Regions from separate parts of the Mus musculus genome. Here all the other regions are linked to region 7. Evidence: chromatin contacts called from public HiChIP or PLAC-seq and promoter capture Hi-C data. All regions are on one chromosome and are shown on one strand. Each heading gives the region's core, a stretch centred on a gene start, on an enhancer-like site or on the middle of the called end of the contact. The rest is flanking DNA. Distances are from core to core; before and after follow the strand shown. Region 1 overlaps Rhbdl2 (rhomboid like 2). Region 2 has its middle 18 kb from the start of Gm40241. Region 3 has its middle 44 kb from the start of Rragc. Region 4 holds the start of Ndufs5 (NADH:ubiquinone oxidoreductase core subunit S5). Region 5 has its middle 70 kb from the start of Gm40241. Region 6 has its middle 63 kb from the start of Gm40241. Region 7 holds the start of Utp11 (UTP11 small subunit processome component).

Region 1 (3,153 bases), core at 236-2,735, 890 kb before region 7:
TTTCAGTCCCTATATGAGTGAAAGCAGAGGTAAAGTTGTTTCTGAAATAAGTTGTCTGAGAAGAACTAATACTCAGGTGTAACAATGTTCAGCAGCAATACTGCTCACCTTTCTAACCCTCAAGAGCATTAACACTCAGCAGGACTAGTAACACTCAACCATGCTGATAGCCGCACCTGAGGTCCCAAGGGCTAAAAGAAACACTTGGTTAGTTAGATATGCCTCGGTTTATCTTCTAGTAAAGTTTTATTTCCTTTTTGTATTTGTTTGTTTGGGACAAGGTGACCTTGAACTCCTGCCTGACACATAGGCAAGTGCATGTGTGGAGGTCAGAAGACAATTTACAGAGTTGGTTCTTCTTCCACCCTCTGGGTTCCAAGGATTAAACTGCGTTCTTTAGGCTTGGCAGCAGGGGTAATTAAGCTGAGGAAGCCTACCGGTTTTTTTTTTTTTTCGTTTATTGTTCTTATTTCTTTTATTATTTTGTTCTATGGATCTGGGTGTTCTGCCTGCACATACATATCGTGTGTTTGGTGCTGGCCTCAGAGGATACAAGAAAGTGCCAGACTGGAGCTCCAGATGCTGTGAGCCTCTCTATGGCTGCTCAGAATCGCTGCTCAGAATCAAACCTGAGTCCTTTGAAAGAGCAGCCAGTGCTCTTAAACACCGAGCCTCTCTCTGGCCTTATTTAGTTATTTATCTTTAAGGCAGCTGCTTTGGGTAAACAAGCAGAGTCCTACCTTTTCCGGGTGAGGTCCCAAAGGAAGAAAGTGCTTCCCATATTTTAATTCTTTTTTAAAACATTGTTTTACTTTTGAGACAGTCTTAACAGAACATATCCCAGACACTGAAGTTGTATCCCTTCAGCCTCAGCCTCCTAAGTGCCTGGGCCACCACATCTGACTCAGACTTCCTTCTTCTTTCCCCAACCCCCCTTTTAAGGGAGGGGTTCCAGGAATCACCCCCGCCCCCCCCCTGATTAGGCCCTGAAAGTGCGTTCACCTGAAGAACCATCTTGCTGGCTCTTTATTTTTGAGACAGCCTTGCTATGTAGATCAGGTTGGTCCTAGCTTTCAATCCTCCTTGTCAGCCTCCAGAGAACTGGGATTAGAGGCATTTGTTACCAGCAGTGTTTATATTTTTATTAGAGAATGTTGCTAGCTGGGAACGTTGGCGTGTGCCTATAATCCCATATTTAGAAGGCCGAGGCAGAAGGTTTCCTGGAGAACAGCTCCGTTGTAAACCAAAAGGCTGGAGGCATCCTAACTGCCCACCCAGCTGTTCCCATGGGCAGGCAGGGTGAGAACATTTTTCAGCAGTGCCGTGTGTGTGTGTGTGTGTGTGTGTGTGTGTGTGTGTGTGTGTAGTGGGTGGGCATTTCAACAAAGTTTAGGCAGCAGAACCTGGCAGCACATTAGGAGGTGTATCATGCCGGCATGAAAGGAAATGCCAGGAACCCTCATGATTTTTGCTTAGTGACTAATGCTACAGTCAGAGCAGTAAATATCCACGTGAGTGACTCGGTCATGGAGTGGACAGGCAACTGGATAGCTGTGGGTGCTTTTGTATCTCAGAGAAACGACAGAATGCTGAGGTCATTGCCACCTGCTTTGCCTTGAGGGCCTTGCTGGGTTTTGATTGGCCTCTGGAAATATGTTGCTCATCTAAAAGGGCCTTCCAGCTAGCTGTGGGGGGCCTGTGCCTGCGATCCTTGCATCTGGGAGGCAGAGGCAAGAAGAGGGTCAGGAGTTTAAGACTAGCCTTGGATATATATCAAATTAATAGCAACAGGAGACCCTGGGCTATAGGATACTTTGTCTCATAAAACCAAAGTTAATTGATTAATAATTGTGCTTCTACAAGTTGTCCAGACCCCATGGAATCTATATACAACCTGCACTCAAGCAAGGGCAAATTGAACCACTTTAGATTGGACTTGCTTTCTGAGGCCCTACATAGGGAAAAATTGATAGGATGTATGCTGTAAAACAAACAAAACCTAAAAGCCTGACATGGTGTCACAAGCCTTTAATCCTAGCCCTTGGGAGGCAGAGAAGGTAGATCAAATGAGTTCAAGGCCAGTCTGGTCTACATAGTGAGTTCGAGGACAGCCAGGGCTACAGAGCAAGCTTCTGTCAAAAAACAAAACCATCACCACCACCACCCCCCCCCCCCCCCCGCCCAAAGTTAGAGCTGTCATAAAATGCAATATCCAGGACTGGAGAAATTGCTCAGTGGTTAGAGCACTGGCTGCTGCTCTTGCAGAGGACCCAGCTTTTCTTTCCAGCACCCACACAATGGCTCACAACCATCTGTAACCCAATCCCAGAGGACCCAATGCCTTTGTCTGGCCTCTTTGGGCACCAGTCACGTTTATGGTACACATAGATATACGCAGGCAGACACTCATACTAATTCCTAAAGAAGAAAAAAAGAAAGCAGCATCCCCATGGGAGGACATTTGGGTTGCTTATGCCTTTTAAGTATTGTAAATACTTCTGCATTTACATCCTTGGAACAGAGTGGAATAACTCAGATAATCTTTGCTGGGTAGAATTCTAGAAGTATCTTCTTTAAAGGCTTAAAAACCAAAACCAACCCAGATAAACACTCTGTAGATCAGGTTAGCCTTACAGTCACAGAGATCCACCTCCCTGACTCTCAAGTGCTGGGATTCAAAGTGTCTGCCACCACACACACTTGGCCTGGCTTACACTTTAATATTTTAAATCTCATTGTGTGTGTGCCATGATGTGCATGGGGAGGTCAGAGGACAACTCTATAAGTCAGTTCTCTCCTTTCTCCTCTGTGTGCTCTAGGGGTTGAACTCAGGTAGCCAGGCTTGTGTGGCAAACTCCTTTATCCACCAAACCTTTATCTCAATAGCTGATTCTATGTCTCAAGAGGCCACCTGATTGCCTTGCAAAGGCTGCCTCGGCTTGCGCCTCACATGCTGTCTCATCTCCGTACAGTCTCCTGGGTATGGCGTTCTCAGTCTTTTTCCACAGTTGCCGATGTGGTTGCTAAGATTTCCAAGGTCCTTGACCGAACTGAAATACAGGCGTGGGAGAGATCAAAAGGAGCAGTAAGATGGCAGAGATTCGGAAAGGACACCGGTGAGTGTCACAGGTTCAGGTGATGGAGATCAGATGA
Region 2 (3,236 bases), core at 368-2,867, 660 kb before region 7:
TTGTTGTTGTTGTTTTTGTTTCTGTTTTTGTTTTTGTTTTTGTCAATTTGATACAAGCTAGAGTCATCTCAGAAAAGGGAACCTCATTTGAGAAAAGGTCTCCCTCATATAGGCCTGTGGGCAAGTCCACGGGTGTTGGGGGTTGGATTTTCTTGATAAATGATGGATGTGGGGGGGGCACCCCACAGTGGGTAGTGCTTTTTGGATGGGTGGTCCTGAGTTATATAAGAAAGCAGATTGGGCAAGCTGTGGAAATGGAACCAAGAAGCACCCCCACAAACACACCCAGCCCCCAGTCCCGGCTTCTGTTTCAGGTTCCTGCCCCCCTTCTCCCCCCATGGAGAGTTGTTAGATGAAATTAACCCTATCCTCCCCCTGCTGCATTTGGTCCTGGTGTTTATCACGGCAGTAGAAAGCAAAACAGAACACCTTCCTTCCCTCCCTCCCTCCCTCCCTCCTTCCTTCTTTCTGTTTTTTGTTTGTTTGTTTGCTTGCTTTCTTGTTTGTTTGTTTGGTTGGTTGGTTTGGTGGATGGAGGTTGGAGACAATATCTCACTATGTAGCCCTGACTGGCCTGGAACTCACTATATAGACCAGGACTTGAGGTCAGAGAGATCTACTTGCCTCCTGAGTGTCACCTTTATTATAGAAAAGTATCCATCTTCTTCATGACGGGGTAGGGAAGGGCTTGCCATTGCTTCTACTTCTATACACATATCAAGCTCACAGAGGAGCCTGAACTTGAACCCAGGGCTCCACACTGACAAGAGACTCTTGGTGAGTAACCTGGTTATGGATTAAGGGTAGGAGAAATTATCTTCTCTGTCCTGGTGAGGGTTCCTATTTCCATTTGAAAGTCATTCTGCTGTCAGTGCCTGGCTTACATCCCTCTCCCACTGAAGCATTTAGGAAAAATCATGTCATTCACCCACTGTCTCCCCAGCCCCGTGCAAACAGCTGAGCACGCTTCCTACAGCTGTCCAGTGCCCTGTACAAATCATCTAGCTACCATGTGTGTGTGTGTGTGTGTGTGTGTGTGTGTGTGTGTGTGTGTGTGTGTTGGCAGTAGTCGGGAATATGGAGGAGAGCAGAGAGACCCTCAGGCTCCATGCCCAGTCCCTGAGATTTCCCAGGAGAGAAACTAGCCTTCAGGCAGCCAGCCAGGAATCTCCCTCATTGCTCCAGCAAATGGGACCTGGAGGAGCCGTCCACGTCCCCACTGCTGATGGGTAGAAGGAGAGTGAGGATAAAGGGCACATTGCGGCCCCCCAGGACCCTTACCGCATCCAGAAGGAAACCCGAATATTTGTCTTATTTCCTGTGGGCCATTTGGACATATTTTCTCAGTCCAGAGAAAAGCTGCAGTGTAAACTAAGGATCCGTTCTAGGGGGCCCGTTGGCTCCTTGGAGTCTGTAATTGGGGTATTGAAAGGATACAGAAAAAAAAAGGCCCACAGAAGAGTGGGTGATCTTTTATACTTAAAGTTCCCCCCTCTATAAAAGCGACGTATTACAAACCTCTTTCTCCTCTCGAACATTTCTTGCTAAGTGCATTCTGATGCCACATTGAAACGCAAAATAGCTGGAATCAAGCAGGCTCCGAAGGCTATTTATATGCTAATCTCTATTTCCCAAGCCGAAGCAGGAACCTCGAGCTCAGAGCTGCTTCTAATGATGGCTCGGCTCTAACCTCTCTGGAAGAAAGAAAAGTATTTTCCTTAAGAAAACAACTCAGTTTCTTTAAGATGAAATGTAATTATCTATTATCAGATGTCCCTTAAAATGCAAGGCCTATTAAGGCTGCTAAAAATATTGAAGCCCTAATTTCACCATAATAGCATTTTAATTTCAGCAAATCACGCTGCTATTGTTACAGGACATTTTGTGGTAGGGATGTGGTAAGAGGTCCATCTTAGCTTTTTTTCTTAACATTTTCTCTTCTCTGAGAAGTACAATTAAATCATTGCAATCATCTAACCTTGCTCGACACAAAATTTTACTTATGAAGTGCGAAAACAATGGCCATTAGCATTTAAAAGAATTTGTTTTAAAAGTAGCTAAAGTTTAATTGCTTTAAATATTCTTGTTGGAATGTGCAGCCGCTGTTGGTTCAACGTTTGTATTAAAGAGAGACGGCGTTTAATTGATTGCTGAATTTCATTGAAAAATATTTACTTTCTTCTCGGGCAAAGTACAAAAGAGGTGTCTTGACGGACCCCCTGGAATGGTTTGAGGGGGGAAAGGGAACGATGTAAGCTGCTGGCCAGGTGACCCACCTCTGCACTGGGATGTCCCCCAACCCCCAACAGCATGTGTGTGTGTGTGTGTGTGTGTGTGTGTGTGTGTGTGTGTATGCGCACGCGCGCGCGTGCGTGCGTACAGGCCTTCTTTGTGTAGACAGCAACAAGAAAGTCTGGTCCCAGTGCAGACCCCTGAAACTTGTGTTTTCCTGGGGCCTATGAGTAAGAGCTGGAGAATGTGATGCTGGGTGGCCCATCCTGTCTGCTTCCCTTTCAATCAGGAGGGCTGGGGGGCGGGCCACTCTCTGACAGGTGTTCCTCCCACACCTGATAGTGGAAGCAGACCTCTGAGCAACTTCGATGAACTCACCCTCTCCCTTCTCTGATTGGACATTTTGGGTCACCTTCAAGAGTCTGAGTCACTGTGAGATCTCATGGGTTTTAATAGGAATTTCTAGATCAGGGATAAGGAGGTTGGGTAGGAAAGGTGGGGATAGGGGGACAAGCTTTGGATGGCAGAGGGAGAGACGATGAGAACATCGAACATGAAAATGCCATGGGCCCCAGAGGCCACCGACTAGGTTTCATGAAGGGGGTGAATCAGTTCTATTTGAAGAAGGATCGCCCCGCATCTTGTATCTTATCCACTTCTTCCTGGCTGTCATTTAATCCTCACAATGATGTAATGACAGCGGCTGCTCTCCCTGTTTTCCAAATGTGGAAACTGAGGCTGGCAGGGCTTCACTTGTTACAGCTTAGTCACCCAGTGGGATCCATCTGGTGATGTCATCGGCGCTGTATTGCCCATGTCTGCCAGGGTCTGCCTGGAGTCGCTCCCTTAATTCTTTGCAGGCCCAGAGATGGTTCAATTAGGCTACTTTCCTGGCACCTGTGGTTTGGGTCTGTCTGGACCCTCAGACACATGGAATCTGAATAGTTTAACCCAATTCTGTCCCTTGTTGGCTCCTAGTTTCCTTCCTGTAAAATGAAGACTTT
Region 3 (3,327 bases), core at 767-3,266, 730 kb before region 7:
TAGGCTTCACTGGATAGAGAACAAACAGGCCACCCTGGGAGGAGACAGTGATGGAGGTTAGCACTGGACCAGCTTTTCCCTTAAGGGGAGCACACTGTAAAGTTCCATTAGTTCTAGTTTATTAGTTAATTGCAGGAATTGGATTCTATTTTGTCTTTCTTTTCTCCCTGAAATATTCTTAGTGAGTTAAAAAAAAAGATTTATTTATTTTATGCATATGAGTACACTGTCGCTGTCTTCAGACACACCAGAAGAGGGCATACGATCCCATTACAGATGGTTATGAGCCACCATGTGGTTGCTGATTTTTGAACTCAGGACCTCTGGAAGAGCAGTCAGTGCTCTTAACCACTGAGCCATCTTTCCAGGCCTTAGTGAATTTTTTTTATAGCTGGGAATTCTGAAATCAAAGCTTAGGGGCAGGGCCTGAGGACTATGGCGTGGAGTTGGGGCAGGAAGTGCCTCCTTTGGGAAAGGGATTTTGTTTTGCAGCGTGGCTCCGCGTTGTTCTAACAGAGGATCAGGGTTCAGTTCCCAGCACCCAGTCTTGTAGCTCACAATCATCCATAATCCTAGCTCCAGGGCACCCAACAGGCACATGTGGTACACATACATACATGCATACACATAAAGCGAAACAAATAAACAAATAATTAAAAGATAATAAAACATTCTACTTGCATTTCTTGGGCGCCTCACACATGCCAGAGACTGTGTTTTATGTCCCTTCATTTGTCTTCAGAGTGCCCCTATAGCACAGGTGTTGCTGATGTTCCCATTTCACAGAGGTGGAGACTGAGGGTCAGGTTGGCTCCTTAGCACTGTTAAGGTAATACAGCTGAAAAGGCACAGAGGCAGAAGTTAGCCCAAGTCCTCTGATTTCAAAGCTTTGGATATCAGCGCTTGGCTCTATGGCCACCAGAACCTGCTGTCATCCTGGGGCAAAAGCACGTGTCTGTGTTTGCAAGAGTTTCATAAATATTTGGTTTTGCTTCCTCCTTTCTCCCATCAAACAGAGAAAAATGGGAATGACAATATAACAGCAACAACCACCACCACTGCAGCAGCAGCAACAACAACAACAACAACAACAACAACAACAATGTAAGCCTCCGACTCCTCTGTGGGTCAGGCAGATCTGATAGGTTCCACCACTGGCTTCTGGAGGGAGCTATCACCTCACCCTGGGAGGACTTATGTGTAACTATCACCAATGCTTCAAGATTTCACACATTCACCACTAAGTCACCTGAGTGTCTCCCATAGGCTATCTCGACTGTTCTCAGTGTGACCTAGCTGGAGCTGGACAAATCTTAAGGCCTCCTCCCTTAGCACCCTCAAATGCTAGCCTTTCATCTCTGTGAGGACAGAGGGACCGCACCTTGGTGACTGAGCCCTGTGTGGGCTGCTCAGCTGAGCCAGCTGGGAGTTGGCCCAGAGCCATGGAGTGTGAGAAACTTTCAAATTTCAAAACCGCCCTGGGCCAATTTAATAAACTTCTGCCACCTCTATCCTCTCCACAGTTTTGAATTCTCAAATATTCACACACACGAGCACACCCCCATCTAAGATGTGCACAGAGAATGGAAGAATTTTGGAATGTTAATAATGCAGAATTTTACAGCCTAGCAAGGTGAATTCTCAAGGGGTAATGGTTAACATCTGCTTTCTCTTTTCCCAAGATAACAATGACGAAACCAATCCACACAGCAAGCGGGAGGGCAAGAGATAGGCCTCCCACCCCTCTGAAAGGGGCTAAGTTGTCCCCAGATCCAGCACTGGGAACAATAACCTTATCACTTGCATGTAGTAAGGTCCGCAGTACGGGGGGCGGGGGGGGGGGACGACACAAGCCACAGTCAGTTTCTCAGGGCACACCTTCCATGCTGCGAACAAGACCCTTTTCTTCCAGGGGGTCTAAAAGATGGCAAGAATCACTCTGCTTCTCCCTGTGCGACAATTCTTAGCAATCAGCATCAGAGTCGTGTTCCTGACGTGTCCTTTTCCAGCCACCCCCAGAAGCCGCAGGGTGCTTGTGTCAGAAGACAGCAAAGTCAGAGCTCCCTCTCCATTCTGGATACAGGCTCTGGAGCGCCTGGGGCTCTGAGCATGCCCTCTCTGCGGCTTTCTCTGCCTCCATAAACACAAGTGAGCCTCAGAAACCTCCGAACCTAGGTCAAGATCCAGACCTAGGGACAACTATCCTGATCCAGTGAGCAGGTTGCTGAGGACACAAAGTAGCTGGAGAAAGGAGTCCGTGGTTTAGAGCAATCAAGCTGGGATCCCAAAGCTCACATCTGGCAGCTCACAACCTCCTGAAATTTCGGATCCAGGCCCTCTGACGCCCTCTTCTGTCCTCTGTGGGCACACACACGTATGTACAAATAAAAAATAAAAATTTAAATTTAAAAAGTATCTAGAGCCCACGCTTGTTTTCTGATAGTTGTTTTACTCCCTTGTCCCCACCTCCTAGAGATGGAGGTGTCTGGCTATGTAGCCTAGGCTAGCCTCAAACTATGAGGCACAGGATAGCTTTGAATTTGAAATACTCCTCCGGCTTCAGTCGCCTACGTGCTGGGATTGCAGCTGTGAACCACCGCATCCAGCTCATTTTATCTCTTTTGAGCTTCTCGTTTTGTTGGAGAGAAAAATTCAGTGCCTTGGAACCAGTTGACTCGGAACATAATTTCTCAGCTGGTTCTTGCCCTCTGGGCTCACTTGAGGAGATGGTCTAGTCCTGGAGCATTACAGACATCCCTTTTCAGGGACTCTCCGGGTCAGTTTTATCAGTTTAAAAAAAAATGACCCAGAAGTTATTTTTAAAAATGAAGGGTGCCAACCTTGTGTTTGCAGCTATGCGGGGATTTTTTTTTCTTTTTCTTTCTTTTTTTTTTTATCACGCTTCCCCCTTTCTTTGGTTTTGCTGAAGCAAAGATTGAGGCGCCCATGTGGCGCATCGGCAGCTTCCTGAATCTCAGAGAAACGGGAAGGAATGGCCAGGCTACCCTGCTCAGATGAATTTGTGGATCTTGGAAACCCTGAACCAATGTTCAGGCTCCTCTCTCTTGCTTGCATAATGCAATTTAAATCCCTTGTTAATTTCCAGGTCGGGTTTCATTCATGAGGATAATCTTTAATTGATGTTAAATATAGGGATCAAGTGAAGCGCATTATTTCTTTTTTACAAAGTGCTAATTGTTCGTGTTCTCATAAATTATTTTCCCCTCTTGTGGCTTATGAAAGAACTTTGCAGCCAGTGCTTTTAACCTCATCGTATGAATATTATCCTGTAATCATCAGGTCGTTTAGATCCTTCCTGTGTGGATG
Region 4 (3,526 bases), core at 747-3,246, 980 kb before region 7:
GCTTTTTGTTTTTCCAGATAGCATCCCATCTAGCCCAGGCCAGTTTTAAGTCACACTGTAGTGAAAACAGCCTTGATTTCTTCATCCTTCTGCCCCACCTCCCAACTGCTGGGATTACCAGCCTTTTTTTACTAAGATGGGCTCTCCCAGAGTAATTTGGGGACTTTCACAAAACTCATGGACTAAAAACCCAAATTAATTTTTTTTCTTTCTATGTATAAGGTTATTTTTTTCAAGGGTGAAAAAAATTGTTTTGACTCAAATAAACAAACTAAAAGCAAAACAAAAAACAAAACAAAACAACAACTCTCCCCCAAAAAAGAAAAATGAGAAATAATATAAGCACACTATTTATTTACATTGTTCTATACATTCTTTCCATCCCAACCTAAATGACACGTGTCTTTGGACACTCTCTTGTGTCTCTCCTTTTATAGAAGTAGTCTGTCCTAGGCTGGAGAGATGGCTTAGAGGTTAAAAGTGCATGCTGCTTTAGCAGAGGACTCGAGCTGGAGTCTCAGCAACCACTTTGGGTGGTTTACAAGTAGCTGCAGCTCCAGCTTCAGGGCCGTATGATGTGTCTGGCTTCACGGAGTAGCTACACTCACATGCCCACAGTCATACATCCACACATAATTAAAACTTTAAAAAGTACTTTGTCCACCGGGCAGTTGTGGCACATGACTTTAATCCCAGCACTTGGGAGACAGAGGCAGGCAGATCTCTGAGTTCGAGGCCAGCCTGGTCTACAAAGTGAGTTCCAGGACAGCCAGGGCTACACAGAGAAACCCTGTCTCGAACCCCCCCCCCCAAAAGTACTTCGTCCATTACTGTAACAGTCTATTTACTTCTATGTTTTTCCTACTGCTTTTGTTTTGAGAGCAAAATCGAGCAGATGCTAGTTAACTGCTAAAAATAAATGAACAAGTCAAATTAAAATTTTGTAAAAAAATAAAAAAAATCAGGAAATCTCAAACAACTTACACGTACAACTATAAAGCAGTGGATAGATTCTGGTGCTCAGTAGAATATGACATACATTAAGCAAAAAGAACATATGGAAAATACATAGTAAAGTTGACATAGAACAAAATAATCCCAAACGACAAATGTGCTTAAGAATGGAAAGCAAGCGCAGCACCCACATCAAAACCATCCTGTACGCGGACATTTAGGTGAATTTAATTTATAAAGCTCCCTCCCATTCTTTTAGTCATTTACTGTGTATGTCAGAGGCAAATGGGGGAAACGGCTCATCATAAGCACTGGAGACCCACACTGGGAACCTGAGTAAGAATTCGGGGGAGGAAGCCATTGGGAGAATAGAAAAAGTCCCAGAGGAGGATCTACATCGCTCTCTCTCTCGCTCTCTCTCTCTCTCTCTCTCTCTCTCTCTCTCTCTCTCTCTCTCACACACACACACACACACACACACACACACACACACACACACACAAACATAGACAACAGAAGTTATGACAATGAGGACGGACAGAGGCTCTGGAGCGGCTGCTGAGCCAAGTGCACAACAGGAAGAAAGTAGAGGGCTCTGGGGACCAAAATCAGGATGTGGTGCACGCCTTTAATCTCAACACTTGGAAGACAGAGGCAGATGCTTCTCTGTGAGTTCAAGGCCAGCTTGGTCTACAGAGTGAATTCCAGCCTACACAGAGAAACCCTGTCTCAAAACAAAAACAAAAAGGAGCGGGATGTCAGGGTAGGAAGGAGGCCAAGGCAGGAGTCCGGCAGACGGTGGATTTGCTCCGGAGGGCCGGGGGTGGGGGTGACGACCTAGTTACGGGGTGAAGGGAAGGCAGGAGGACACGCCCAGACCTGGGCCACCCACAGAGAGAGGAAATGTGTCAAGGAGCTAATCCTGAACGAAACTTCTTGGCTGTGCGGACACAGCAGCGCCTACCGCACCTCTGCAGTGCCCTTGTCAGGTCCCTGGTGCAATTCCCGACCGCCGGCTGCGGGAGGACGCAGACGCCTGCCGTAAAGGACGCCCGCAGCACGACATCTCCAGAGCGACGCCGTAAATCAACCACCGGCCGAGGAACTGTAGAAACCAAGCACAGCGGGTCTGCGCCTGCGCAGCAAGCAGCCCAGCCTCCAGACGCTGACAGCTGATAAACCGACTTTCCCCATACTACTGCGCCCGGTAGTGAGTTCTCCCTTTCAGCACTGTCGTGACCGTTGATTGTTGTGCTACTTGAGCAAGGTCACACTCGAGAAAGAGTAGTGCTTCCCTCACCCCAAGGAAATGTGGTGATTAAAGCTCGTGTGCCGTGACCCCAAAACTTGTGTGACTGTTTCCCAGTTTCACGGTGGCAGTTTCCCTTTTTGGTAATAAACATAATAGCCGGGCTGGAGAGACAGCTCAGAGGTTAAGAGCATTTGTTGATCTGGGAGAGGTCCTCGGTTTAACTCTAGATTCAGGGGACCCAACATAGTTCTTCTAACCTCAGCAATACCAGGAGCACACACATGGTGCACATACATGAAGACAAAACTCTCGCACATAAAGTAAATCTTAAAAGAAAGATAATAGTGCCTAACGTGGTGGCTCAGGCCTTTAAATCACAGAAATTAAGAAACGGAAACAGGTGGATGTCTATGAGTTCTAGGCCAACTAAGGCTACATAGTGAGATCTTGTTACAAACAAACAGCTATAGAGTTACTATAGGGACTTCTTTATACTGTGACATGATGAAAACGTTCTTTGATGTATTAGCTGACATTTGCACCAAAGCAATCAGAAAGCTGAGACAGGAGGATGTATCCTCTTGAGTTCAAGGCTGGCCTGGCCTATAAGACAGATGCTGTGCCTGCGAATGAACAGTTTCTGGAGAAAATTCCCGAAGTCCATGTGGTGGGTTCAATAGGAATGGCCCCCATAGATTCACGTGTGTGAATGCTTGCCTCATAGGCAGTGGCACTATTAGGAAGGGTGGCCTTGTGAGAGTATGTGTGGCTTTGTTGGAGAAAGTGTGTCACTTTTGGGGAGGGATTTGAGGTCTCCTATGCTCAAGTCAAGCCTAGTGTGGATTAGTCTCCTTTTGCTGCCTGTTGATCAAGATGTAGAAATCTCAGTTCCTTCTCCAACACCATGCCTTCCTGCATGCTGCCATGCTTCCTGCCATGATGATAGTGGACTAACCTCTGAAACTGTAAGCCAGCCCCAATTAAATGGTTGCCATGGTCACAAGTCTTTTTACAGCAATAGAAACCCTAGTAAGAGAGTCCACAATTTATTAATTTCATTCAATCACTCCAACTTGCTCCACTCACCCCCTTCCATCGGCTGGATGTCCCATATGAAACTGGTTTCAGTTCAATTAAAGTTTTCTGAGCACTCAGCCTGTGTCCAGTCAAATATTGGCTCATTATGGAAGTAGTGAACCATACTCACAAAGTTCTAATGGCACGGAACTGATGGCCACCCTTTCCAACCCACCCCTCTCCTTATGCCACTGTGAAGGCCTGCTTAAGGGTCTCATGTGCTCAAATGCCATCAGGTAACTA
Region 5 (3,523 bases), core at 370-2,869, 570 kb before region 7:
TCTTCAGGCCTATGTAGTAAGTGCTTTATCCTTTGAGCCACCTCCTCAGTCTTGTCCTACCCAGAGCCCTTGGCTCTTGGCCTTCCTTGGCTACTCTGCAGCTCAGCACAGCCACTAGAGGGTGAGAGGGAATGGGACCTAGTGATTAGCCAGAGCTATCCCATGACATCCCCTTCCTAGTCTGTAAGAAGTCATAGGACCAACGACTGAACATCCCAAGGGACCTTTAGGAGCCACCTGAGGCTTAAAACCAGCAGCAGTGGGTCATCTTGGTGTGCCGGAAACGCTGTAAGTGCCATCTGCTGAGCCAGGAAGTACATTTAGATCTTGTGGGATATAACGAACCACCCTAAATTAACACAATATACATATTTATTCCCTTCCATCTGCAGGTCAGACGTCTAAAATGGGTCTAAATTGTCTAGAATAAAGGTGTTGGCAGGGTTGAGTTCACTGTGGAGTTTGTGAGGGAGAATCTGTCGCTATCTTCCCTCTTCTAGAGGTTGCTTATCTTCCTTGGTTTTATGGCCTCTCCCTCCATCTTCAAAGCCAGCACAGTAGCAAGATGTGTACGTTCATGGCATATAGCACATCGCTTAATGAAGCAGCTACTGTAAACCTTAGTGCCGAGCAGATCATCCTAGCCATATGGCCAAGAGCACAGACTCCTAGAGAGAGGAGTGCCTTGTCGAGGTCATGCAGACCTAGCAGCTCATGAGCCATCAATGCCTTTCTCTTTGACACTCAAACAGATAGTACCCTAATTCTCAATGCACAAGATATTCTTGACCCTTGGGGTGACAATTCTCTCAACCCTGTTGGCTGGTGTTTAGAGGTTACGATACAAGAAAGAGTCCAAGCTTGGATCCTGTTAGGCTCAGCCTCTAATCATCATTTTAATTTGTACTAGTTAGCGACTGCTGTGTTATAAGACATGTCAACCAATAGACTATACATCGAAATATAAGGAGATTTATTGTAGACTTAGCTTGTGTGACGAAGTGCCACCATATTGCCACCAGCAAGCAGGAAAATTGAGGGAACATTTCAGTCCCAGTCTGAAGGTTTGCGAGACAGGGGATCACTAGGATATAACTTTGAGTCTGAAGAGGCCAAAACAAACACCATGGTGTCTGAAGGCAGAAGGCACCAGGCTCAGGAAGCGCAAGCAGAGATGAGAGTGTAGAGCCCTTACCTAGCACACATGAAGCCCTGGGGTTTGCTCTTTAAACCCTCAAATAAAAACAAAGCAAACAAACAAAACACAAAAGATTGAATGTGCCTTTCAACATAATCCCTCACCATATTGAATGGAACAATGCCTTCTCGCACTAGGGGAGACAGTCATCTTTACTCCATCCACTGATGCAGATACTATCTGAGAACAGCCTCAGAGATGACCAGAAACAGCATTTTACCAGATCTCTGGGCATCTCTTTGCCCAGTCAAGTTGACACAGAAAACTAATGATTGTGCTACTTCCAAATCTAGCAGTTCACTTAGTGACAGCTTCAAGTTTTTCATTACCCTGCAGGTGGCTGAAAGGTTCTGTTGACAGACACTGAGCATCTGATCTTAGTTGGATCCATTTACATGTCTGTGTGCCTGTGGCTACCTAATGAGTCAGCTGCAAGTGGCCGGCCTACCTGAACTGGGACAAAATGCTTTCTTTGTTCAATGCTGCCTCTTACTGTCCAGCAGGCAAGCCTGGGCTAGTTTCCACAGGGAACAGATGCCCTATAGCAATGGTTCTCAACCTGTGGGTCACAACAACCTGTTTAAGGTTCCAATGACCCTTTCACAGGGGTCACATATCAGATATCCTGTATATCTGATATTTACATTATGATTCATAACAGTAGCAAAATTACAGTTATGAAATAGCAACTAAAATAATTTTATGGCCAGGCAATATTGGTGCATGCCTTTAATCTTAGTACTTTGGAGGCAGAGGCAGGCATATTTATATGAGGCCAACCTGATCCACAGAGTGAGTTCCAGGACAGCCAGGGCTACATAGAGAAACCCTGTCTCAAAAAATTATCTAATATAATATAATGTGCAACATAATTGTTATTATTACTGTTAATTTTATATTATTATTATTAATTTTATTAGTATTAATTTAATTTATTAGAGGGCTGCAGCATTAGGAAGATGGAGAACCACTGGGCTAAAGTGTCTCCCACACTCCAGCCATCCTGTTCATGATTCCCATTGTGGAGAAGCAGTCTCAAGTCTCTTAAATAGTTGGATCAGCCTCCTGAGGGTTGGTAGAAGCACATGTGCCCAGAACAAGTGCATGTCACTTTTGCGGGATCCTGTTGGCCACAGTGAGTCAAGACTGAATTCAAGTGGCATAAAAGTGTCTCTTTTTCTTTTTCTTTTTCTTTTTCTTTTTCTTTTTCTTTTTTTCTTTTCCTCTTCCTCTGCCTCTTCTTCTTCTTCGTTTGTTTTGTTTGTTTGTCTGTTTGTTTGTTTGTTTTTCGAGACAGGGTTTCTCTGTGCAGTCCTGACTGTCCTGTAACTCACTTTGTAGACCAGGCTGGCTTCGAACTCTGAAATCCACCTGCCTCTGCCTCCCAAGTGCTGGGATTACAGGCGTGCGCCACTACAGCCTGGCCAGTGTCTCTGCTTCTTTATGGGGATTTTCCAAGGTCCCTTTGCAAAGTAGGTGGACGATGGAAGGACCAGAAGTGGTTAGCTCTGTGGTTAACGAACCACACATGTTTCTTAATTCCTATGCTCCTCAGTTTCCTCCTTATTCCTAATAACACCTCCTCAAGAAATTAGGATTAAAGGATTTAAAATATGCATAGCGATAGCACCTGCCCAGTGCTTCGTAATGATAGCAGTTGTATTTTCTGCCATCACTGCTGTTATATATGACTATTACTACTATTACAATGATAATTTTATGTCACTATTCTTACTATTATTGCATGTATCTGTTTTCCAATTGCTATAACTAAATACCCAACTCTGAAGAATTTACAAAGAGAAGAGCTTTATTCAGCTCATCATTTTGGAGGTTGAAAGTCCAGGCATGTCTATTGGCCCAGCATCTGTCGAGGGTCCCCTTGACTGTCACATCAGGGTGAGCATCGTCATGGTGGGTGGGTGTGAGAGACAGTGAGATCACACTTCAAGACATAAAGCCGGAGAGGAATTCAAGTGTCAGGGGTTGTGATGGCTATACTCAACTGTCAGCTTGACTCTATCTGGAATGAACTACAATCCAGAAATGGAGGGCACACCTGTGGTCCAGATCTTGAGGCTGTAAGAAACAGACTTCTGATCTGGATCTTGAAGCACACTGGCTATAAAAAACTTAGGCCCAGGCAAGGTGATACATGCCTTTAATCCCAGGAGAGAGAGGCAAGTAGAGCTTTGAGTTCAAGGTCAGCCTAGGACAGTGCAAGTTCCAAGAACAGTTTAGGTCCAGGTGTGGTGGTATACACCTTTAATCTGGGCCACACCTTCTACTGGAGGCCTACATAAGAACAATAGAAGAAGGAAGACT
Region 6 (3,085 bases), core at 84-2,583, 700 kb before region 7:
CACCGGATGCTTCTACTACCACATTTGCGGTTATGTGTTCCAACTGGAGCAGTCAGTCTGGTGGGGACCCGGTCTTGGGTGGCCTTGAGCATCCCTGTCAGGTGTCACAAGCAGCAGGCTGTGCTTTCTAAAGCAGTCAGACTCTGATTTCTGGCTTTGGAGTTTGGCTTAGTAGTGAATCAAGCTCTGCCTGGACATCCTTCTAGTTCCTTCCATGAAGAGAAGGTCTGCAAAGGAAATGGAAATGGGAACTGCACGATCCAGGCAAGGAGCCTCCATTGAAGGAAGTTCTGGATTTTTTTTTTTTTTTTTTTTTTTTGAGACAAGGTCTCATATCTCAGGTTGGCCTTGAACTCACTATGTATTGAGGGTTGACCTTGAACAGCACACCCTCTTGACTCTGCCTCCTACTGCTGGGATTGCAGGTGTGCACCACCACACCTAGTGTATATGATGTTGGGGAGAGTTGAAGCTTTGATCGTTCTGTGTAAGGACTCTACCCCTAGTACTTGAGGGAGTTTCTGTAATTCTAGTTTTGGGCATAAGCAGAGATACTGGGCCAGAGAGGGAAAGTGGTATATACTAGGGTGCCCAGGAGCTCAGAAGCTGAGTAGGTGACTAACCGGGCTAATTCACCCATCTTCCCATCCCCACTTGCAGAGGGCAATTGGTGCAGCATCCATGAGGCCCTGGTCTGCTCAGCCTGGAAGGCGATGCTCTTATTTTCACAGGTGAGAGATCTTCTTTAAGGGATCAGAGCCGTGTCCTCTTGTGGGGTGGGAGAGGAAAGAGGGGAGAAGCTGGGCTTTAAAGACCCCTGAGCCCCCTCTCCAAATTTTGTCCTGAAAACGCTCTCTGAGTGTCCCCCTCCCCCACTCTAACCCATAGCAAATACCCACTCAGGTTACAGCTCCTGTTTGCAAAGCCAGCTACAGAGATGCCTTAATTAATTATTCAGGCTGACATCTCTAGCTCCCAAATCACAAGGTTGAGAAGAGATCATAGGAATATAATCAATGTGAACTTGAGTGATAATCACTGGTCCCCGGGTGGAGCAAAGAGAAGAAAACCCTCCAAATTGGTCTTTTTCTTCTACTCTGGCCTCGATTCTGCCAGCGGACAAGATAAAACCGCCCTCCTTTAATAATTAATGAGTAGGCACCGGCGCCCCTGGCCTGGGCCCCGGGAGGCCTCTCGCGGTGGCTGCGCCTCCTGGAAGGCAGGGCGCGTGTGCACAGCCACGTGCGCCAGCCCGGTCTGGGGCGCAGCACTGAGTCACAGCGGCTGACCCAGCAAAGTGCTGCGAGTGTGACCGGAATGAAGGGTTGCTCCGTCTGTCTCCGAGGTGGCGTGGCAGATCAAATCACAGCGGATCAGGCGCCGAGATGTTGCCTTGCTCTGAGTGACAGAAGTTAATAATTAGTGACAATGATTGACAGATACACTCCATCTGCTGCTCCGACGCCTAGGAGCAGTTATTCCACAACTGTCTGCGGGCACAATGAACTCCCCCGGGAGCGCGGGCTGGCCTGTGATTGACAGCTGCCTCCAAGAGAGACAGGCCACTGATGGAAAGTCGCTGTCAGCAGAAGCGCTCCGGTCCCCCCCACACTCCCCGTGTTCCCGCCGAGGCTCACTCGCTGTATACATTTATTCTGTTTCATTTATCATGTCAGCCGCGGTTTTAAATAGATTACTAGCTAGCCTGTTTTTTAACTGGAGAGTTTTCTACCCGTAAATTAGAAATATCCACGTACATGGCAGGCTACTTCCTAGGACTCCAGACTTCCTCTTGTTCTCTGCATGGATCCAGGAGAGGTGGCAGGAGCTTCGGGGGTTGGGGGTGTTCAGATGTGCCGAGTCTTTCCATTCTAATCAAAATGGAATGTTTAACCAGAAGCCCTGCAAAATGGTGCTGAGCACCGTGGGGCAAGCTTGAGCTCAGACTACAAACTAAACTCCGAAAGCACCCCCTCCCCCAACCGCCACCATCACCAACCCCGGGAGAAATAAGTGTGTCTCTGAGACTGGCTTTCAGTGACATAACTTGTAACAATCACTCCTTAAGTGATATTTACATTTTCAGATAGTGGGAATTCTGGGAGGATACTAAATCCAATGTTCCCAGGGCAATCTGTTTACTACCTTGTGGATTTATGGTCAAAATCTGGTGTTAGCTAGGTAGATAATTTCAAGTGAGGGTTACAGCCCCATCCAGACCAAAGACCCTGTCCCTGCTCCTTCCGGATTTTCCATTCTAAGTTCAAGGTTAGAGTCAAGTAGCTCATGTGGAACTGGGGAGAGAGACACCTTCCAGCCCCATTATAAATTGGAAAGCAGGAGCACAGGGGTTTTCAGTAGACGGATGGTTCCTGCGTCTAATTTGTTTGGTTTTCTGGAAAAGTCCATTTTAGTTTGGCTGCATTTTGGACCCCACATAAGCATCTGGCCACCGCTTGTTCCTCTGTCTCTCTTTCTCCCTGATGTCACAGCATAATGCAAGGGGCTGTTCATTGCGTTATGAGTAAAAGCCCACTTGAATCCCGCTGTTTAAAATACAGTGAACCCTGTTGATATTGATCTCATTCGCAATGCTTTCCCGCATATGATGTCCATCTCTTAAAGTATGGGTCATGTTTCCTCTTAAGATCTTTTCTTATCTTATTCCCCTAAAATGATATAAACAGTTTCAGTATTCTTGATAATTAGGTATTCGGGCAAAGAAGAGACATCCTGTTCTTTTTTTTTTTTTTTTTTTTTTTTTTCTTTTTTCAGTTTTTAAGTGATTGGGATACCAGAAAATGAAGTCATGGGGAATACAAATGTTTGCTTCTGGAATGACCCAGCCCACCCTCTCCGATGGCTGAACCATGATGCCCTGGAATGACCCAATTGTCGGGTCACACAAGAGCACATTAAGTACATGTCTGAGTTGTCTGCCTGGCATCGCGCACGCCTCTTCTAGACAGACTTTGAAGAGGGTAAGGGGACGGAGCTTGTTGGGTTTGGACCCACTGGCTGAGGTTACCACGGCCATTTTCCTTCTTAGAACCGGCCCCAGCCTTCGGCCGCTGTAACCTGAGCA
Region 7 (3,512 bases), core at 830-3,329:
GGATTTTTAAACCCCGTAAGAAAAAAGAGAAGGAGAAAGAGGCCTCAACTCTACAGCATTAGTCAGCTGCATGGTCTCTGAGATCGCGTCCTTTTCTTCAGGATCTGTAAAGCAGGTATCTCTACAGGCCCTTTGGCTGCGTATATGGGGTTTTGTCTCTTGTTGCCTGGGTTTCATTTTGTGTATATGAATGTGTACACGTGGGTGCACATGCCATGGCATACGTGGAGGACAGAGGACAACATCTTAAAGAGTCCACTCTCAAAAAAAAGGAAGCCATGAAATTGAAAGACCAAGCAGTGGTCCATGGGAGTGTTTATAGAGGTCGCAAAGGGAAAGATGAAACGTTGTAATGAAGCTATAATCTCAAAAAATAAAGAAGAAAAAAAAATAGTCCACTCTTTCCTTCCCCTTAGTGAATGAGTCCTGAGGGTCTGACTCAGGCTGCCAGGCTGTGCGGCAAGCACATCTGCTAGCTGCACCACTTTCCCAGCCTGTTTTGTTTTGTTGAGATCCTGTCTCATGGAGCCCAGAACATCCTAAAATCTGATGCGTTCCCTGAACTATTGATCCTCTTGCCTTTAAAAAGAAAAGAAAAATAATAATAAAAAATATTTGTTTGAGGAGTAAAAAGACGGCTTAACAGTTAAACACAGATTCTCCTCTTCCAGATCCCAGCACCCACGTCAGGATGTCGGACAAATCACAACCCTGGCCCAGGATGTGCTCCCACAAACACCCGCTCACACACTCACACTCAGTAATCTTTTAATTTAAAAAATGTTAGTGTGGCCGGGCAGTGGTGGCGGCGCACACCTTTAATCCCAGCACTTGGGAGGCAGAGACAGGCGGATTTCTGAGTTCGAGGCCAGCCTGGTCTACAAAGTGAGTTCCAGGACAGCCAGGGCTATACAGAGAAACCCTGTCTCGAAAAACCAAAAAAAAAAAAAAAAAAGTTAGTGTGTGTGTGAGAGAGAGAGAGATAAAGAATATGAATGAATGTGAGTGCAGGGCCTATGGAGGCCAGAGGGGGTGGTGGAATTCCTAGAGTGGAGTTAAAGCTATTTGTGAACCCACAATGTGAGTGCTAGGATTTGAACTCTGAGAGAGCAGCCGAGTACTCTTAACGGCTAAGCCCTCTCTCCAAGGCTTGTTAAAAGCTTGTTTGAACCAGTTATGATGTAATTTCTGAGAATGGCAAAGTGGATAAAGTGATTCTGCATACATCTTTATTTGTATTGCATATCCAAACCCTAACACATTCTCCTGAGTAAATCCACACCTATTTATTCTAACTAAATTAAGTGGGGGAACTCCCCACTTCCCTCCTTTTTTTCTTCTTACCAAGGACTACGCCTACTGCCCTTACTTGCTAGGCAAGCAGTTCACCATTGAGGCCTATGTCTAGAATTTTTTTAGATTTTTGAGTCAGGTCTAAGTGACCCAGACAGGCCCCGATTTTGGGATCCTTCTGCCTTGGCCTCTTGGGTAGATGCCATTATAGACCTGGGCTATGAGGTCCAGCAAAGTTTGTAAATGGTCAAGACATTCTCCAGAAGGGATAAGGAAAGTGCCACGATTTTAGGGGGAAGCATATGACAGATCTACACGAACCGCAAATCCCATGCCAAAAGTTGGGCCCAGTTTAGGAACACCCGGGCATGCGTCGGTTGTGAGGCGCCTACTGTCGCTGGTCACTCGGTTACATTCCTTTGACTTTGGTCTCAAGTTCCCAGGGAAAGGCCTCTAGCACACCCTGCCTCACTCAATTACCCACTGACCCTCTACCGTAGAGAATGACAATCCTCCTACCCTGTCCCTGGGTCTCCCCGACAAGGCACGCTGGGGTCAGGCCCCATGTGTTGGGTATTGACTGAAGGCAGATGCGCTGTCCCGTATCCGGATGCAGGGACAGCGAGGGGGCGGGGGCCACTGCAGGCGCCCCTGAGGCTTGCGAGGGCCTACCTGGCTTCGTTCTCGGTGTTCCCGCTGCCGGGTCTTGGCTGCCTTGCGAAAAGCCGCCGACATGCCTACTGAGGTCTAGGAAATGCTCAGCAAACTCCACCACCACGACAGCACTACCCACCCCGCCGCGTCCGCCAAGACACCGGAAGCAGGCCCAAGACGCGGCTTGCAATGCAGCCTATCAGAAGCCTGCTTTACCGGAAATACAGCCCCTCTCAAGCGGCCTGAATCGGAGGGTTCTGGGAGATGTAGTTTCCAAAGCTAGAGTCTTGGGATTCTTTCACAGCTCTCGGTTCGCAGAGAACGTCCACTGGTCCAGAGACCTAGACTTCGCTCCAGGCCGCACGTTGGCATCTGGGAACACATGGCTGGCACTGCTCTCTGGCTACGCTCGGCTTGCGTGTGCGCATGTGCTGTCACCTGAGACTTGGTGTGGGTTAAGATTCTAAGTAGAACTAGAACGTGGCTCACACCTTTAACCCCAGCTCTCTGGAGGTAGAAGCTGGCAATTTTCTGTAAGTTCAAGGCTAACCTGGTCTTACATAGTGATTGCCAGGCCAGCCAGGGCTACATAGTAAAATAAATCGCAGTCTAAAAACAAAACAAAAACAAACAAACCAAAAACTAGAAATAATGTGAATCTTACAGTATACTAGAAAGAGTACTTTAAAACCATATTTGGCTCCTCAGCTGACTTCTGGCTGCGTGGCTCTGAGCTGATTGCTTGACTTTAAAGAGCATCATTTTTCTCACCCATAAAACGAACATAATAATAGCAGACTGGTCTTGCTCATAGGAGTATCAAGGGCTCTGAGTGGCAGAACTGTATCTATAAGCAGAGTAGAAAAGAATCATCTAATAGCAATAAAGTTCCGAGTCCTTCACAGCCATCAAAGTTGTGCGTCTAGCTGGCCGACTTAACATAAGGTAGTTAATGTGATGGATAGAGAGCCGCGAACTGTGGAGGGAGTGTTCTGGTGCCAGCTCTGCTCTTAACCAAGGAAAGTTAGTTTTGCTGAGGCTTGGTATCCACATCTAGTTGTAAAATAATAAAATAATACTATACCCTCAGGATTTTGAGGTTTAAAAGACATATGTTTTCAGTGCTTAATGTTGGGTTTACTTGTTAGCAGGTTCACAATAAAATTGATTTGTTTCTGTTTTTGTTTTGTTTTGTTTTGTTAGTTTGTTTTATTGGGGTTGACTTAGTCTGATTAGGTTTGATGTTTTGAGGCAGTGTCTAGCTATGTAGGCCTGGCTGCACTGACACTCATAGATCAAGCTGGCCTCAGATTCACAGTGATCTCTTGCGTCTGCAAAGAGCTGGGATTACAAGTGTGTGACAGTGTGCCCAGCCATCCTGTTATTTTTGTCACCACTAAAGCTACCTTTAAGTAGCACAAGAGAGAGTTGGACCCAGCCAAGCATCACAGCAATGTTTGGGTTTGTTTGTGCTCTCCCCCCCCCCATGCCTGCCACCCTCCACCCCCACCCCCACCCCACCCCCGTATGTTTTCATCTGTTGGCATTTGGAATCTTTTCCACTA

Evidence for each region. Promoter capture Hi-C pulls out the DNA fragments that hold promoters and counts their contacts. HiChIP or PLAC-seq counts read pairs in DNA pulled down with a chosen protein or histone mark.
Region 1: a CTCF HiChIP or PLAC-seq map of the NIH/3T3 cell line shows a contact between it and region 7, with 5 read pairs. The contact joins the enhancer-like site here to the promoter of Utp11 in region 7. A contact is called at or near these places in 3 of 39 promoter capture datasets (embryonic stem cells, hippocampal neurons and liver), 1 of 15 datasets of contacts at CTCF or cohesin (the NIH/3T3 cell line), 1 of 484 Hi-C or Micro-C datasets (stem cell-derived neural stem cells) and 2 of 115 datasets of contacts at active chromatin or transcription factors (astrocytes and stem cell-derived neural progenitor cells).
Region 2: an H3K4me3 HiChIP or PLAC-seq map of embryonic basal ganglia shows a contact between it and region 7, with 6 times the contacts expected there. The contact joins the enhancer-like site here to the promoter of Utp11 in region 7. A contact is called at or near these places in 9 of 39 promoter capture datasets (cranial neural crest, embryonic stem cells, frontonasal cranial neural crest and 4 more), 1 of 484 Hi-C or Micro-C datasets (embryonic somatosensory cortex) and 10 of 115 datasets of contacts at active chromatin or transcription factors (T-cell acute lymphoblastic leukemia, acute myeloid leukemia, embryonic basal ganglia and 6 more).
Region 3: an H3K4me3 HiChIP or PLAC-seq map of bone marrow-derived macrophages shows a contact between it and region 7, with 5 times the contacts expected there. The contact joins the enhancer-like site here to the promoter of Utp11 in region 7. A contact is called at or near these places in 24 of 39 promoter capture datasets (the 3T3-L1 cell line, the C10 cell line, the HPC-7 cell line and 14 more), 3 of 15 datasets of contacts at CTCF or cohesin (the NIH/3T3 cell line, large pre-B cells and pro-B cells), 11 of 484 Hi-C or Micro-C datasets (bone marrow-derived macrophages, cortical neurons, differentiating embryonic stem cells and 4 more), 26 of 115 datasets of contacts at active chromatin or transcription factors (the 230-238 cell line, SST interneurons, acute myeloid leukemia and 21 more) and 3 of 9 other capture datasets (adipose tissue, macrophages and pancreatic islet).
Region 4: a contact with region 7 is called in a promoter capture Hi-C map of pre-B cells. The contact joins the promoter of Ndufs5 here to the promoter of Utp11 in region 7. A contact is called at or near these places in 5 of 39 promoter capture datasets (the HPC-7 cell line, hematopoietic stem and progenitor cells, hippocampal neurons and 2 more) and 1 of 484 Hi-C or Micro-C datasets (B cells).
Region 5: a contact with region 7 is called in a promoter capture Hi-C map of trophoblast stem cells, with 3 times the contacts expected there. The contact joins the enhancer-like site here to the promoter of Utp11 in region 7. A contact is called at or near these places in 9 of 39 promoter capture datasets (3T3-L1-derived adipocytes, cranial neural crest, embryonic stem cells and 5 more) and 15 of 115 datasets of contacts at active chromatin or transcription factors (bone marrow-derived macrophages, craniofacial prominence, embryonic basal ganglia and 11 more).
Region 6: an H3K4me3 HiChIP or PLAC-seq map of embryonic basal ganglia shows a contact between it and region 7, with 5 times the contacts expected there. The contact joins the enhancer-like site here to the promoter of Utp11 in region 7. A contact is called at or near these places in 7 of 39 promoter capture datasets (cranial neural crest, embryonic stem cells, frontonasal cranial neural crest and 3 more), 1 of 484 Hi-C or Micro-C datasets (nephron progenitors), 15 of 115 datasets of contacts at active chromatin or transcription factors (astrocytes, bone marrow-derived macrophages, craniofacial prominence and 10 more) and 1 of 9 other capture datasets (embryonic stem cells).

What each region holds. Positions count from the first base shown.
Region 1 is chr4:123,802,331-123,805,483 of GRCm38.p6, forward strand. The region is part of intron 1 of Rhbdl2 (rhomboid like 2); the gene reads left to right. Among named protein-coding and RNA genes, the nearest start is that of Rhbdl2, 16 kb to the left of the region's middle. Within about 2 kb of position 1,486, at least 66 of the 459 cell types and tissues checked have an H3K27ac peak or open chromatin away from gene starts, as enhancers often do. A contact at or near this core is called in the NIH/3T3 cell line, where this site is marked.
Region 2 is chr4:124,034,309-124,037,544 of GRCm38.p6, forward strand. No RefSeq gene overlaps it. Among named protein-coding and RNA genes, the nearest start is that of Gm40241, 18 kb to the right of the region's middle. Within about 2 kb of position 1,618, at least 39 of the 459 cell types and tissues checked have an H3K27ac peak or open chromatin away from gene starts, as enhancers often do. A contact at or near this core is called in embryonic basal ganglia and embryonic forebrain, where this site is marked.
Region 3 is chr4:123,959,750-123,963,076 of GRCm38.p6, forward strand. No RefSeq gene overlaps it. Among named protein-coding and RNA genes, the nearest start is that of Rragc, 44 kb to the left of the region's middle. Within about 2 kb of position 2,017, at least 9 of the 459 cell types and tissues checked have an H3K27ac peak or open chromatin away from gene starts, as enhancers often do. A contact at or near this core is called in bone marrow-derived macrophages, where this site is marked.
Region 4 is chr4:123,716,190-123,719,715 of GRCm38.p6, forward strand. Ndufs5 (NADH:ubiquinone oxidoreductase core subunit S5) reads right to left here and starts at 1,997. Exons shown (of 3, transcript NM_001030274.1): 1 at 1,924-1,997.
Region 5 is chr4:124,121,747-124,125,269 of GRCm38.p6, forward strand. No RefSeq gene overlaps it. Among named protein-coding and RNA genes, the nearest start is that of Gm40241, 70 kb to the left of the region's middle. Within about 2 kb of position 1,620, at least 4 of the 459 cell types and tissues checked have an H3K27ac peak or open chromatin away from gene starts, as enhancers often do. A contact at or near this core is called in trophoblast stem cells, where this site is marked.
Region 6 is chr4:123,989,563-123,992,647 of GRCm38.p6, forward strand. No RefSeq gene overlaps it. Among named protein-coding and RNA genes, the nearest start is that of Gm40241, 63 kb to the right of the region's middle. Within about 2 kb of position 1,334, at least 49 of the 459 cell types and tissues checked have an H3K27ac peak or open chromatin away from gene starts, as enhancers often do. A contact at or near this core is called in craniofacial prominence, embryonic basal ganglia and liver, where this site is marked.
Region 7 is chr4:124,691,475-124,694,986 of GRCm38.p6, forward strand. Utp11 (UTP11 small subunit processome component) reads right to left here and starts at 2,080. Exons shown (of 8, transcript NM_026031.3): 1 at 1,966-2,080. The coding sequence starts at 2,028.